Linked DNA regions of Mus musculus: region 2 is linked to region 1. Evidence: chromatin contacts called from public Hi-C data. All regions are on one chromosome and are shown on one strand. Each heading gives the region's core, a stretch centred on a gene start, on an enhancer-like site or on the middle of the called end of the contact. The rest is flanking DNA. Distances are from core to core; before and after follow the strand shown. Region 1 has its middle 31 kb from the start of Gm30316. Region 2 holds the start of 2310015A16Rik (a long non-coding RNA gene).

What was found. A called contact is a pair of places that touch in the nucleus more often than the background predicts.
Region 2: a contact with region 1 is called in a Hi-C map of the N1E-115 cell line, with 2.5 times the contacts expected there. The contact joins the promoter of 2310015A16Rik here to the enhancer-like site in region 1. A contact is called at or near these places in 2 of 484 Hi-C or Micro-C datasets (LSK cells and the N1E-115 cell line), 3 of 115 datasets of contacts at active chromatin or transcription factors (the HPC-7 cell line, embryonic stem cells and pancreatic cancer cells) and 1 of 9 other capture datasets (embryonic stem cells).

What each region holds. Positions count from the first base shown.
Region 1 is chr17:31,764,110-31,769,788 of GRCm38.p6, reverse strand. No RefSeq gene overlaps it. Among named protein-coding and RNA genes, the nearest start is that of Gm30316, 31 kb to the right of the region's middle. Within about 2 kb of position 2,813, at least 128 of the 459 cell types and tissues checked have an H3K27ac peak or open chromatin away from gene starts, as enhancers often do. A contact at or near this core is called in the N1E-115 cell line, where this site is marked.
Region 2 is chr17:31,908,500-31,914,594 of GRCm38.p6, reverse strand. It overlaps 2310015A16Rik (a long non-coding RNA gene), which reads left to right and starts at 2,151. Exons shown (of 3, transcript XR_876746.3): 1 at 2,151-2,241; 2 at 5,718-5,799. Gm30571 (a long non-coding RNA gene) reads right to left here and starts at 2,130. Exons shown (of 2, transcript XR_385538.3): 1 at 1,940-2,130; 2 at 792-1,860.

The sequences.
Region 1 (5,679 bases), core at 1,564-4,063:
TTAAAAAAAGGCAGCTTATACAAGAAAGTGTTTATTTGGAGTTTACATTTCCTGCGCTGTAAGACTCTATGACCCTGTTAGTAGGGAATACAGCAGCAGGCAGGCAGGCAGGCAGGCAGGCAGGCAGGCAGGCAGGCAGGCAGGTATGGCTTTGGAGCAGCAGCTGAGAGTTCACATCCTGAACCACAAGCAGGAGGCAGAGGAGAGCTAAGGAGAATGGTGTGGCTCTATTAAAACTTCAAAACCCTCCCCCAGTGACACACTTTCTCCAGCAAGGCCATGCCCCCTAGTCCTTCCCAAACAGCCTCCCACTGGGGAGGAGTATTCAAGTGCCTGAGGCTTATGGGGACATTTCCTTCAAACCACCACACTTCCAGCATATAATGCTACAAAGTGAATATTCCTATTCCAAAATGGAGGTATGGAGGTACAGCAAGAAATGATCAACCCAAAGCAAGACCAAAAAACCCAGCCCAGAAAACACAAACCCTGCAGCTCCGTGCTCAGCATCTGGAGTTGTGACGGAATCAGATGGGTTCCAGAAGGCTTGAGCAGCCTGCTCTGCCTGTCAGACAGCGGACACATGAATTCTTCCCTGGAATGGCCCACTCCATGCCCACAGTTCTTAACAAATGCCCCATGATCCTGACATCTTCAGTCTCCTTGGGTTTCCAACAGCAGCCTGGGCCTCATCTCAGAACTTCATACAATGGCCTCTCAAGGCCTCCTCCTCTCCATTCTCGAGCAGCTACATCCTGAACACACACACATATGCAGACACACACAAATATGCACACATAGAGTTACACATATATACACACACATATACACATACACATACAAACATACACATATACACGTGCATATATGCAGACACACAGAGACACACATACACACCTCTCCATTCTAGAGCAGCCATACCCTGCACACACAAACACACACATACACACCCACATATACACATCTATGCAGACACACACAGAGACACACACATATGCACACACAGAGAGACATATATATATGTTATATATATATATATGTATATATTCACACATATGCATACACACGTACACACACAGACACACACATATATATAAACGTACATATATACAGACACACATACATACAGATACACATACACATGTACATATTTACAGACACACACAGAGATACACATGCACGCATACACAAACACATGCACAGACACACATGCACACACACAAACATGCACATACACAGAGAGACACACACACTCTTTAAAAGCCAATGAAAAGGGCATGTGTCTGCCATGTCCTCCATATCTCTTTGGTTGCTGGTACTTTACTGGGGAAGCCACAGGAAGCTTGTGGGGAACAGGAACTGGAAGCTTGGTCACTCGATGGGCCACATACAAACAAGCAGTATGACGAGCACCCTTGTCTTGTTCACACAATGAGAAGAGACATCCAGGTTTTGTTCTGCTTCCTGTAGCATAGTGGGCATCTGGGGTCCCCTCGGCATGCAAAGGAGACCCTTGGAAGAGCACAGAGGCTCTTCCTATAGGACCTGTTCTATAGGAGCTGAGTTCCTGGTCCTGGAGGTAGTACCGGCAATCCACCCAGGGGCAGTGTCAGGCTACAAGGACTGCAAGAAACCTGTCCTTGGGAAGGGGATCCCAACAGTGGAGCGCCAACATGTATCTCAGAGCACACAGGAGGTTGATTCCATCCCAGCCTCCTGGGACCATGCCACTGTCCCTTGGAGTGTAGTTTGAGGCCCAGCCTTGGTCTACAGGGGAACTCTGTCTCTAAATTCTCCTTGCTCATACAAAGTTGGGGCTCAGGGGTAGCTTACAGGCCATCCTCAGTCTCGTGGCTGTGGAGTTGTCCCTGCATGCTCCCCCCGACTGACCCTTCCTCTAACCAGTCCATAAGGAGTGACAGAGGGCATTGCTTCTGCCTCCCACTCGGGTCCATGCAGGCAGAGCAGCATAGGGGTACGGGGCATGATCTGGGGTCCCATTCTGCCTCCTTATCTGGGGCGTTATTCTCCTTGGCTAGACTCTGCTTTATGATAGTGAGATTAGCCAGTTTGAGCTCTGCAGGGAGGCTTAGGGTGGAATGGGTGTGTGTGTGTGTGTGTGTGTGTGTGTGTGTGTGTGTGTAGGGGGTGTCCTCATCAGAGCCGGTCTGCTTTGCACACTAATGTGAATGAACTCTAGAGAAGAAAGACCCAGCACTTGGGGCTGAGCCCAGAAGCTATGTTTAGCAGCTTCCCACCTGCTTTGCATGTTGAAATAGACCCGTGTTCCCCACAAGGACAAGCATTTTGGGGTCACTGGTCCAGAGCGATGCTCCTTGTCCCACTTGCAGAACAGAAGGCAAGAGTTAAAGGGGATGCAGCAAATGCTTCCCGTGCATCTATCTGCCGGTCCCAGGCCGTCTGCCAGGGACACAGAACTGCTGGCCTTGGTCCAGGTGGGTAGGGCAAGCACAGGCCTGGGTTTGCTGAAGAGAAGGGTGAAGACTATCACTATAGTTAGGAGGCACGCATGCACCTTACAAGGACAGGCCGTGGGTGCGGCTTCCTTGTCCTCACAGGGCACCCACGGACTCCTCTTGAAGTCCAAATTGACAGTTGGTGACAGAGAAGGCAGCAGGCACACTCCTGTGTCACCAGGCTCCTTCCCAGAAAGAAAGGGGTCTTTTCCTAGGCGAGTGAGCGGTGATGGAAGCTGTCCAGCTCCACAGGCAGCCTGCTATCTTAATGACTGGCATGTGGCCGCTCAGCAGACGAGCAGGCTGGCTGCGTGCGCGGAGCCAAGAACAAAGCGGGCCATTAAAAGGCAGCGCAGAAGCTCCCACGGCAGGCCTCACGCCGCGAAGCTGGAGCAGATGGGCATGGGCTGCCTTCCCAGGCCTCAGGAGGAACATCAAGGGCCTTGTAGCAGTCTGTCACCCAGGACTAGATGTCTGGGACCGACCTCAGCGGCCAGAGACTGGCCAGTCACACAGCAGGCTACAAAGTCAGTCTGAAGAGGAAACAGACGGTGTGATTTATCCCCAGAACCCCCCCACTGCATGGGTTCTGAGGGCCATCTTATTCATGGCTTTTCCCTGTCTCCATTGCCACATTCAATTCCTCATTCATTCATTCATTCATTCATTTCTCCATTCATTCATTCATTTCTTTGCTTATTCATTTATTCGTTCATTTCTTCACTCACTCATTTCTTCACTTATTCATTTCTTCACTCATTCATTTCTTCACTCATTCATTCATTTCTTCACTCATTCATTTCTTCACTCATTCATTCATTTCTTTACTTATTCATTTGTTTCTTCACTCATTCACTAATTTCATTTACTCACTCACTCGTGAAGCTTTTGATCAAAACTTATTATGTTACCCAGTAATATCTGAGATTCTAAGAACCCCTGAGCTATAACCCCTTTTCCAAACATTTGCAAGTAAATAGCAGGCACTGGGAAGCTAGTGAGTCCGACCCAGAGGAGGCAGTTAGGCCTTAAACCTAGCCAATGATCTTCCTATTTTTCCTGAAAGACCCAAATCAGAATGTTTTTTTACATTAATTCACGGAGTATCGATATTGGCACTTAATCCCTCACGTTTTAAGTGCAGAATGTATGTCAAACAAAGCAGACCTGTGAGCCCCACCCAGCTCCTGGTTTCAGGTCCTGGAGCCAGCTATGTTGTGAACAATATATAGAGAGAAGACATGGGCCCAGGTGGGTCTGTCTAGCACACAACCGTGTGTTGTAGTCCCTGAGGCCGGCTGGCTTAGGCTGTGGTTACAGGAATATCAAGAACTAACCCTACCCCAGAGTGCCAGTGGGCCTCAGGCCTCAGCTGCTGCTGAGATCTTGTGCCGAGTGAAGAGCAATTCAGGCTGCCTCCTAGAATACCTAGGACTGTGGAAGCAGCCAGCCACAGCTCCAGGTCTCCTGATACATAGCAGTGTCCCTGACACTCAGGGTCAGGCTCAAGCTTCTCCCTCAAGGCTGTCTCTGGAGTAACCTCTCTGTCTTATACAAGTAAGTTTTAAATGCAATCCTTCTTTGCACAATCTGCCTGGATTCTCCAGGAGGATGGCCAGTCGGTCATAAACCCACTGGAGAGGGCTCTCCTGCTCAGGCCTTTGTGTCTTGGACATGTCTACTTCATCTCTGGCTTGTTTGATAGGAGAAAAAGAAAGCAGGAAATTGGGCTGGTATTTCACGAGAACCTTCAGCCTGCATGGCGCAGGGCGTTTACTCAGGTTTTGTCTGAACCTACTCTGCCTGCAGCTTGAGTCGCACACAGAGCTAAAACAGGTGCTATGGAAGCTGGCCTGCCCCACCCACATAAAAGCTCCTCACTCTATTGCCTAGTGTCATTTCTGGAAGGTTTTTGTTGGGCTACTGTGATGCTTTGTATATGCTCTGCCTGGGAAGCGGCACTATTAGAAGGTGCGGCTTTGGGGGGAGGGTATGGGGAACTTTTGGGATAGCATTGGAAATGTAAATGAAGAAAATACCTAATTAAAAAAAAAGAAGGTGTGGCTTTGTTGGAGTGGGTGTGGCTTTGTTGGAGTGGGTGTGTCACTGTGGTTGTGGGCTTTAAGACCCTCATCCTCCCCAGCACTTGGGAGGCAGAGGCAGGCGGATTTCTGAGTTCAAGGCCAGCCTGGTCTACAGAGTGAGTTCCAGGACAGCCAGGGCTACACAGAGAAACTCTGTCTCGAAAAACCAAAAAAAAAAAAAAAAAAAAAAAACCCAAAACCTTATCCTAGCTGCCTGGATGCCAGTCTTCTCCTAGCAGCCTTCAGATGAAGATGTAGAATTCTCAGCTCTTCCTGCACCATGCTTGCTTGGATGCTGCCATGTTCCTGCCTTGATGATACTGGACTGAACCTCTGAATCTGTAAGCCAGCCCCAATTAAATGTTGTTCTTGTAAGAGTTGCCTTGGTCATGGTGTCTGTTCACAGCAGTAAAACCCTAACTAAAACAGCTACCATGGACAGGAAGGAAGCTGTCTGTGGGTGCAGTTTGAATGCCTGCCCTGCCAGTCTGTCATCACCTTGGGAACCTTGTACTGGAGTTCCCATGAGCTGCTAGAGGTGGGGTTGATTCTGAAATGTGTTTGCATCCTGTGGGGAAATGTGTCCTGAGTGCTCCCCATCTGGTGCAGCCACAGGATCACCATCAACGCAGTCTAATTTCCAAGATACTTGTGGTAGGACAGTAAAGCCATGAGGTCACTAGGACTTGGTCATCATCAGTGGCCCCAGTCAGAGCATGGTGGGACAAAGATACAAGTGTGACCAAAAACCACCCCAATTTCTACAGGGACCTCAGCTAGCATACCTTCAAAGGAGGACACTTGAGGTGCTGAGGCAGAGGCAAGACATGACCAGGGAAGGGTGATGAGCAAGGAGATGACTTTTTCTGCCTTCTATATGGCGGCACCATGTTGAAGGGCACTATCAGAAGGTGCAGCAGTTGGAGGCAGACCCTGGGACAGTCATAGGCTTTGCTAGTGAGTGTCTGGACCTCTAGTCTTGGCCGTCAGTGGATACTTCTGTTCTTAGGGTTTTATGGCTATGAAGAGACACCATGACCAGAGCAACTCTTATAAAGAAAAACACTTGGGTATGGATTATGGTTTCAGAGGCTTAGTCCATTATCATCATGTCAGGA
Region 2 (6,095 bases), core at 902-3,401, 150 kb before region 1:
AACCCTGACTCAGACAGAGACCATGCTGAACAGTACCACAGGCCATGAGTAATCTGGGAACTAGGAGAGCATGACGCTTCCTCAACAAACACATGGGGAAAAAAAAAAAAACAGATGCAGGAGACCTGGTGGCCATGTGCAGCCCTGGACACAGCCTAGACCCCAACCTTCAAGTGAAGCCAGACTGCTGACAGACAAAAGCCACAGCTGTGACAAACCTGGGGGGCGGGAGTGGGGGCGGGTGTCAAGCTCTTTTCCTGGAATTGATCATGGTATTGGGATTATTCTACAAGTAATTACCATCCTGAGATGCCTCTGCCCAGTGATCACCGAAAGGAGGAAATATGTCAGGGGTTGTATGGCAGGGGGTTGGGGCAGGGTGCCGCTGGTCCTTGGACAGTATTGGAGGTGGCAGGGGAGTTGGGTACAGGGTAGTTGCTATATGCTTGTCTATGATTGTGTAAGGTAATTTCATAATAAAAGTTCACAGGGATAAAGTTAAAAGATAAAGGGATCGCTGACTAGCTATTTGAGGGATGTCTAGGTGAAGGCAACTCCACCCAGATGTTACACTGTTACAGGAATGGAGAGAAGGCTCAGCCAGTCACACACTTGACTGTGCAGGCACCAGGACCTGAGTTTGGATCCCAGCACCCACGATAAAAGCCACGCACGTCTGTTACCCAGTGCTGTGGGGTGGAGCGGACACAGAGATTGCTGAGGTTGTCTGGCCTAGTTCCGGGTTCTGTGAGAGAGCCTGTCTCAAAGGAACAAGGCAGAGAGTGACAGAGTAGAATGCCCAAGGGCTTCCTCTGGTCTCTTCAAACACATAGGCTGGAACACATAAGTGTGTGCACGAACCACACACATGTAACCCCCCCCCCCCAAGAAAGAAGGTTAAAAATCAATTCCTGAAGACAAAGTGAGAGCAGGTGTGCCTGGGTCCTCAGCTCCTCTGACGCTTGGCCCAGGCATCCCTCAGAAAGGTTCCCAGTTCTGTCAGGCAGCATGCCCTGGAAATCCAGCCGGATGGAGGCACAGTGATGGGGACCGTGCAGATCTCCTGAGCAAGATCTGAGGCTGGCTTGAGTCCAACCTCTGCCTGTGATTGGTTGGGCCAGCAGCAGCCAGGCCTGCTTTTGTTATAGAGCCACTAGGCTTAGTTGGCCACACCAGGCTGCAAAGTCTGACCTAGGCACCCCTCCGGAGGCCTCCTTAGGTCAAATTTAATTTGAACCAATCTAGTCCAGAGGCAGATCACCACCAATCTATCTGTCTGGGGAGATGATATTTTAAATTTGGATCATTAAGGACTTCTGTAACTTCGGGAGAATGTCAACACACATCACTTGAGCCCCAGGGATACCTCAAGCCAGGCAGCCAGGCAGGAAGGCTTAAAAATACGCGTGGGAATGAGCAAGGGGCAGCAAACACCGGAGCTTCAGAACCCGTGTGAGGTGACGCAGCTCAGCTTCCTGGGCTAATTACATCTGTGGGTGTTTCTGCCGGTCCAGGCTGTTCCAGATGCTGGAAGAGTTCAGAAGAGCTGCTCGCCGGCAGTGATCACGGTAGAAAGGATTTAGTGAAAATCAAGGCAATCACCAGCCCAGGCAGCTGTGTGTCCCTTAGTTCTGTATAAGGCGTCACCCAAGCGACAGAAAGATAAAGGGACGTGCCAAACAGCCCCACTGCACGTTGCCCAACATATTACCCATCCATTAATCTTGTCTCCTCTGGGCCCCATGGCACGAGGTAGGGATCTTGTCTCTCTCTATTGAAGGGAGAGCAGGCTGCAGTCAAGATGAGGAATCTTCCTTGTGGACAGGATGCTGTCGGGGCTTCTCTCAGGTCTTTGCTACTCTGCGGGGTTGGGGACAATGACATCTCTACTATAGCGAAGGGTGTAGCCGAGCCCGGTACTGACCCTCTGTCAGCTTACCAGCACAGTGCTCACAGATGTAGTCCTGAAAGGCCCAGCCCACAGAGGGAGGGTTGGGCCATGGCGCTGAGGCTCCAGGGCAGAGATGCCAGCTGCGGGCAATGGCGTCAGACAGCTCTGCCTGCACAAACAGAGACCCACCGGGGTTCCGAGACGGAATGTTCCCGCCGCGGCCAGGATGCTGGGTGCGGCTGCCCTGCTCAGCTGCTTTTTTTGTTTATTTATTTGTTTAAGTTTTTCTTCTTTGAGTACAGACTTGACACGGAGGGAAGGGTGTTCTCAGGCTGCCAGCCACGGCCTAGGTAAACGCTTCAGAGCCTACCTGCCCTTCTGCCTGAATTTGTTTTGGAGAATCACTCGCTTGTCGTGTGTGTGTGTGTGTGTGTGTGTGTGTGTGTGTGTGTGTGTGTGTGTAAGCAAGCGTGCATGCACGCACACGAGCTCAGCATGTAGTAGCCAGAGGCTGATGCCGAGGGTGTCGTCTTCCTTGATGGCTTTTCCACATTGTTTTGCACAGGGTCTGCAGCTAGACCTTCAGCCTGCTGCTCTGGCAGCCAGGCCCGGTTCTGTAAATGTTGGGGATCCGAACTCAGGGCCGCATACTTGTGCGGCAATTGTCTGACTCACGGAGCGGTCTCCTCAGCCCTCGGTTCTGTTAAGTGACTTTACTGGCTACAGCTAATCCCTGTTCCTGCCCGGGCCCCTGGCAACCACCAATGTTGTTTCCTTAGACTGGCCTGCTCTGATATTCAGGGACAGTGGCCTCCACGCATGGTTCCTCCCATGGAGTGGTATATCCTGGGGACTTGACGGACCTGTACAGGAGGCGTTGCTTCATTCCTGTGTGACTGGTATCACCACTGTTTGAATGAACCAATGGTGTTTCTCCATTCAGCAGGCAATGCTCACTTGGATGCTCCTGCTTTCTGGTCATTGTGAATGAAGCTGTTGCATCTTTCCTTTGCTTCCTTCCTTCCTTCCTTCCTTCCTTCCTTCCTTTGCTTGCTTCCTTTCTTTTTATTTATTTATTTATTTTTTGATCTTTGGTTTTTAAGACAGGGTCTCTGTGTAACAGTTCTGGCTGTCCTGAGATTTACTGACTAGACCAGGCTGGCCTCCAACTCACATGGATCTGCCTGACTCTGCCTCCTGTGTGCTGGGACTAAAGGCGTGGCCGCCACGCCCAACTCTAGGCCATTTTTGAGCTTCTCTTTAAGCAGGCATGCTTTCCTTCCTCTTAGGTAGATGCTGGGAACGGATGACTTTAAGTGAAAGTATATTTCGGGAGGTACACCAGGTGTGCCCAGGGTACAAGATTTAAAAGGGCCAGGTGTGGTGGCGCACACTTTTAATCCGAGCACTTGGGAGGCAGAGGCAGGCGGATCTCTGTGAGTTTCAGACCAACCTGGGCTACAGAGTGAGTTCCAGACCTGAAAAGCAAGATAGTGTCTAAAATAAACAAATAAACAAACAAACAAATAAATAAATACAACAGCAATAACAATCCCCACTCCCTCCACACACACAACAAGGCAAAAACTATCTATTAGCAAAAAGGCACTGAGCCTCATAAAAGATGCCTGAATTTGGGTTATAGAAAGTAGAGTTAGGTCAGAATTAGAGTCTTTGGAATTAACCCCACGAAGCTCATGGAAATTGAAAAGGAGAGTTCAGGCAGAGTGAGTCAGGCTGGAATCTGCTCAGCCCCAGGGAAGGTGGAGGAGAGACCCTGGAGGGACGGGGGAGGTAGAGTCAGTCACTGACCCAGGGCTGTCTGCTCTGTTTCAGAGTCTCGCTTGCTTAGTGATGGTGCCAGTGTCTGCAAGCATTAGCAGTGTTGTGGCTGTGTGAACATCATCACAGCATGCACTGTGGTTTCAGGCCACTGGGGACACAGACACAATTGTAAACACAGCTCATTTTAAGCACAATATGAACGTTACCACATGGCTCAAGCATTAACTCACACCAATGACAGTTTCAGCTCATCACGGGCAAATCTCACCCTGTTATATCCCCTCGAGTCTTTGGGAATTTTCTTGGGAATGCCCCCTCCACACACACAAACACACACTTTGAGACAAGAGCTTCCCATGTAGCCCAGGCTAGCCTTGGGCTTGTCATTTTCCTCAACTTCTTGAATGGTGGGATTATAGAGGTTCACTATCGTGATTGGCTGTACCTCACTCTTTTTGGGGGGGGGCGTCAAGACAAGGTTTCTCTGTATAACACTGGCTGTCCTAGAACTCACTCTGTAGACCAGGCTGGCCTCGAATTCAGAAATCTGCCTGCCTCTGCCTCCCGACTGCTGGGATTAAAGGTGTGCACTACCACGCCTGGCCTGTCTCTCCTATTAGCGGACAGGATTGTTCTCATCTCTTAGTGACCTTGCACCAAAAGTCAGGTGGTTGGAAGAGTAGAGGGATAGATGAATAGAGATATGGATGGATGGACAGAGGGATGGATGGACAGAGGGATGGATGGATAGAGTGATGGATGGATGAATGGATGAGGGATGCATAGATGAACGTGTGGAGGGTGGGTGGGTAGAAGGATAGATGGATGGGTCGATGGGCGGAAGCTTGGATGGGTGGGGTTATGGATACACAAGTGATAAGTGAACTGAGTGCTGGGATTTCAGGCATGTGCACATACTGAGTAACTGTTTAATCACTGCCGCATACATGAAGACCTTTGAAAGTAAGACGTGGGTTGAAGGCTGCCCCGAATGACTGTGCGTCCATGTTTCTGTCATGGGACCATGCTGGACTTGTTCTTTGTGTCCTGTGGAGCAAATGCTGAGCCCAGTCACCCACCACCAGCAGCAAGGAACACAAAGGAAAGTCTTAATGTAATTAGAAAGCTGTGTGTCAGCACACAGTGGGGTGGGGCGTTTGCCAGCTATGCCAAGGACTGGAGAGGGTGGGGACCTGAGACTCTAGGTCCTTCTTAGGAGTCTACCTGAGAAGAATTCAGTGGAAAAGGTCCCACCAAGGAGATGATCAGGGTTCAGGATTGGCTGTGCTTGAGGAGCCTGGAGGACATTTCCTGAGGAAGAAGAACCCCTGGGCCAATGACGGCCTCAGGGTCCCTGAGCCTGTGTGACATCTAGTTCTGATGTCTAAGCCCTGATCCCTCATCTGTGCTTCTGCTGGTTTAATCTCCCGAATTTATTGTATGTCAAGATGTCTTCAGTGAAGAAGCTCATCAGTCTTCCATGCACAGAGCCCACTGCAGTGAACATCCCTGTATACAGGGGAGGGTCTGAAGCCTATAGAGGCTGGGAAGACAGGCATGTCCCCTCCTGTGGCTCTGGTAAGTCTCTCCTGGGCCAGCCCTCCAGCTACCTGACCCATCTGGTTTTTGAGGGCCAGTAGGTAAGGTGCAGATAGGGAAGGGAAGAGATGAGATGTGGTGTTATCAGAGGATTGTTGGCTTCAGCGGCCCAGAGGTACAAGGGTCCATCTGGCAGAAGCTACAGTAGCTAGAGCCAGCCTGGCAGCGACTAGCCTAAATAAGGTCAGGGCTCTCTGAAAAGCCATGTTGGTCTTGCCAATTCTAAGTCCCATGACCAGGTCTGCTGGGCATGCCCAGGAAGAGACTGGCTGTGGGTAGTAGGGGTAGCCACTCCAGAGGATGGGGCCAGATGGGGCTCTACATATGCCTGTGGCAGGTGCAGAGATGGATTAGCAATGGGCACCGAATGCCAGACAGGCACCGAGTTATGTCGGGATTGGGGTTTACCGGGGGTTAACACTCGTTGCTGTTGGCCGTTTAGTGAACAATGCCTGCTCCCGACTGGCCCACGGGATTTGAAGAGCTAAGCTGGACCTGTGAGCTGAGCTTCCTTCCAGCTCCCTGTGAGTAATCAGGCTGGGACACAGGGTTTGCTGTGGGGATCGGTAGGCACAGAGCTACAGGTCTGAATGCCCATGTACCCCCCAAATCCATGTATTTGAAATAAGCCCTCACCCCAAGTTAAAGGTGGTCGGAGGTGGGCATGGGGTATGGCAAGGTCATAAGGATGGAGCCCACGCCCGTGAGGTTAGAGCTCTTGTAGGAGAGACATCAGGGCACACGTAGCCCCTTACCATGGGAGGACACAGGAAGACACCATCTTCTGCTCAAAGCAGGTTCTCCTGTGGGCCAAAGCCTG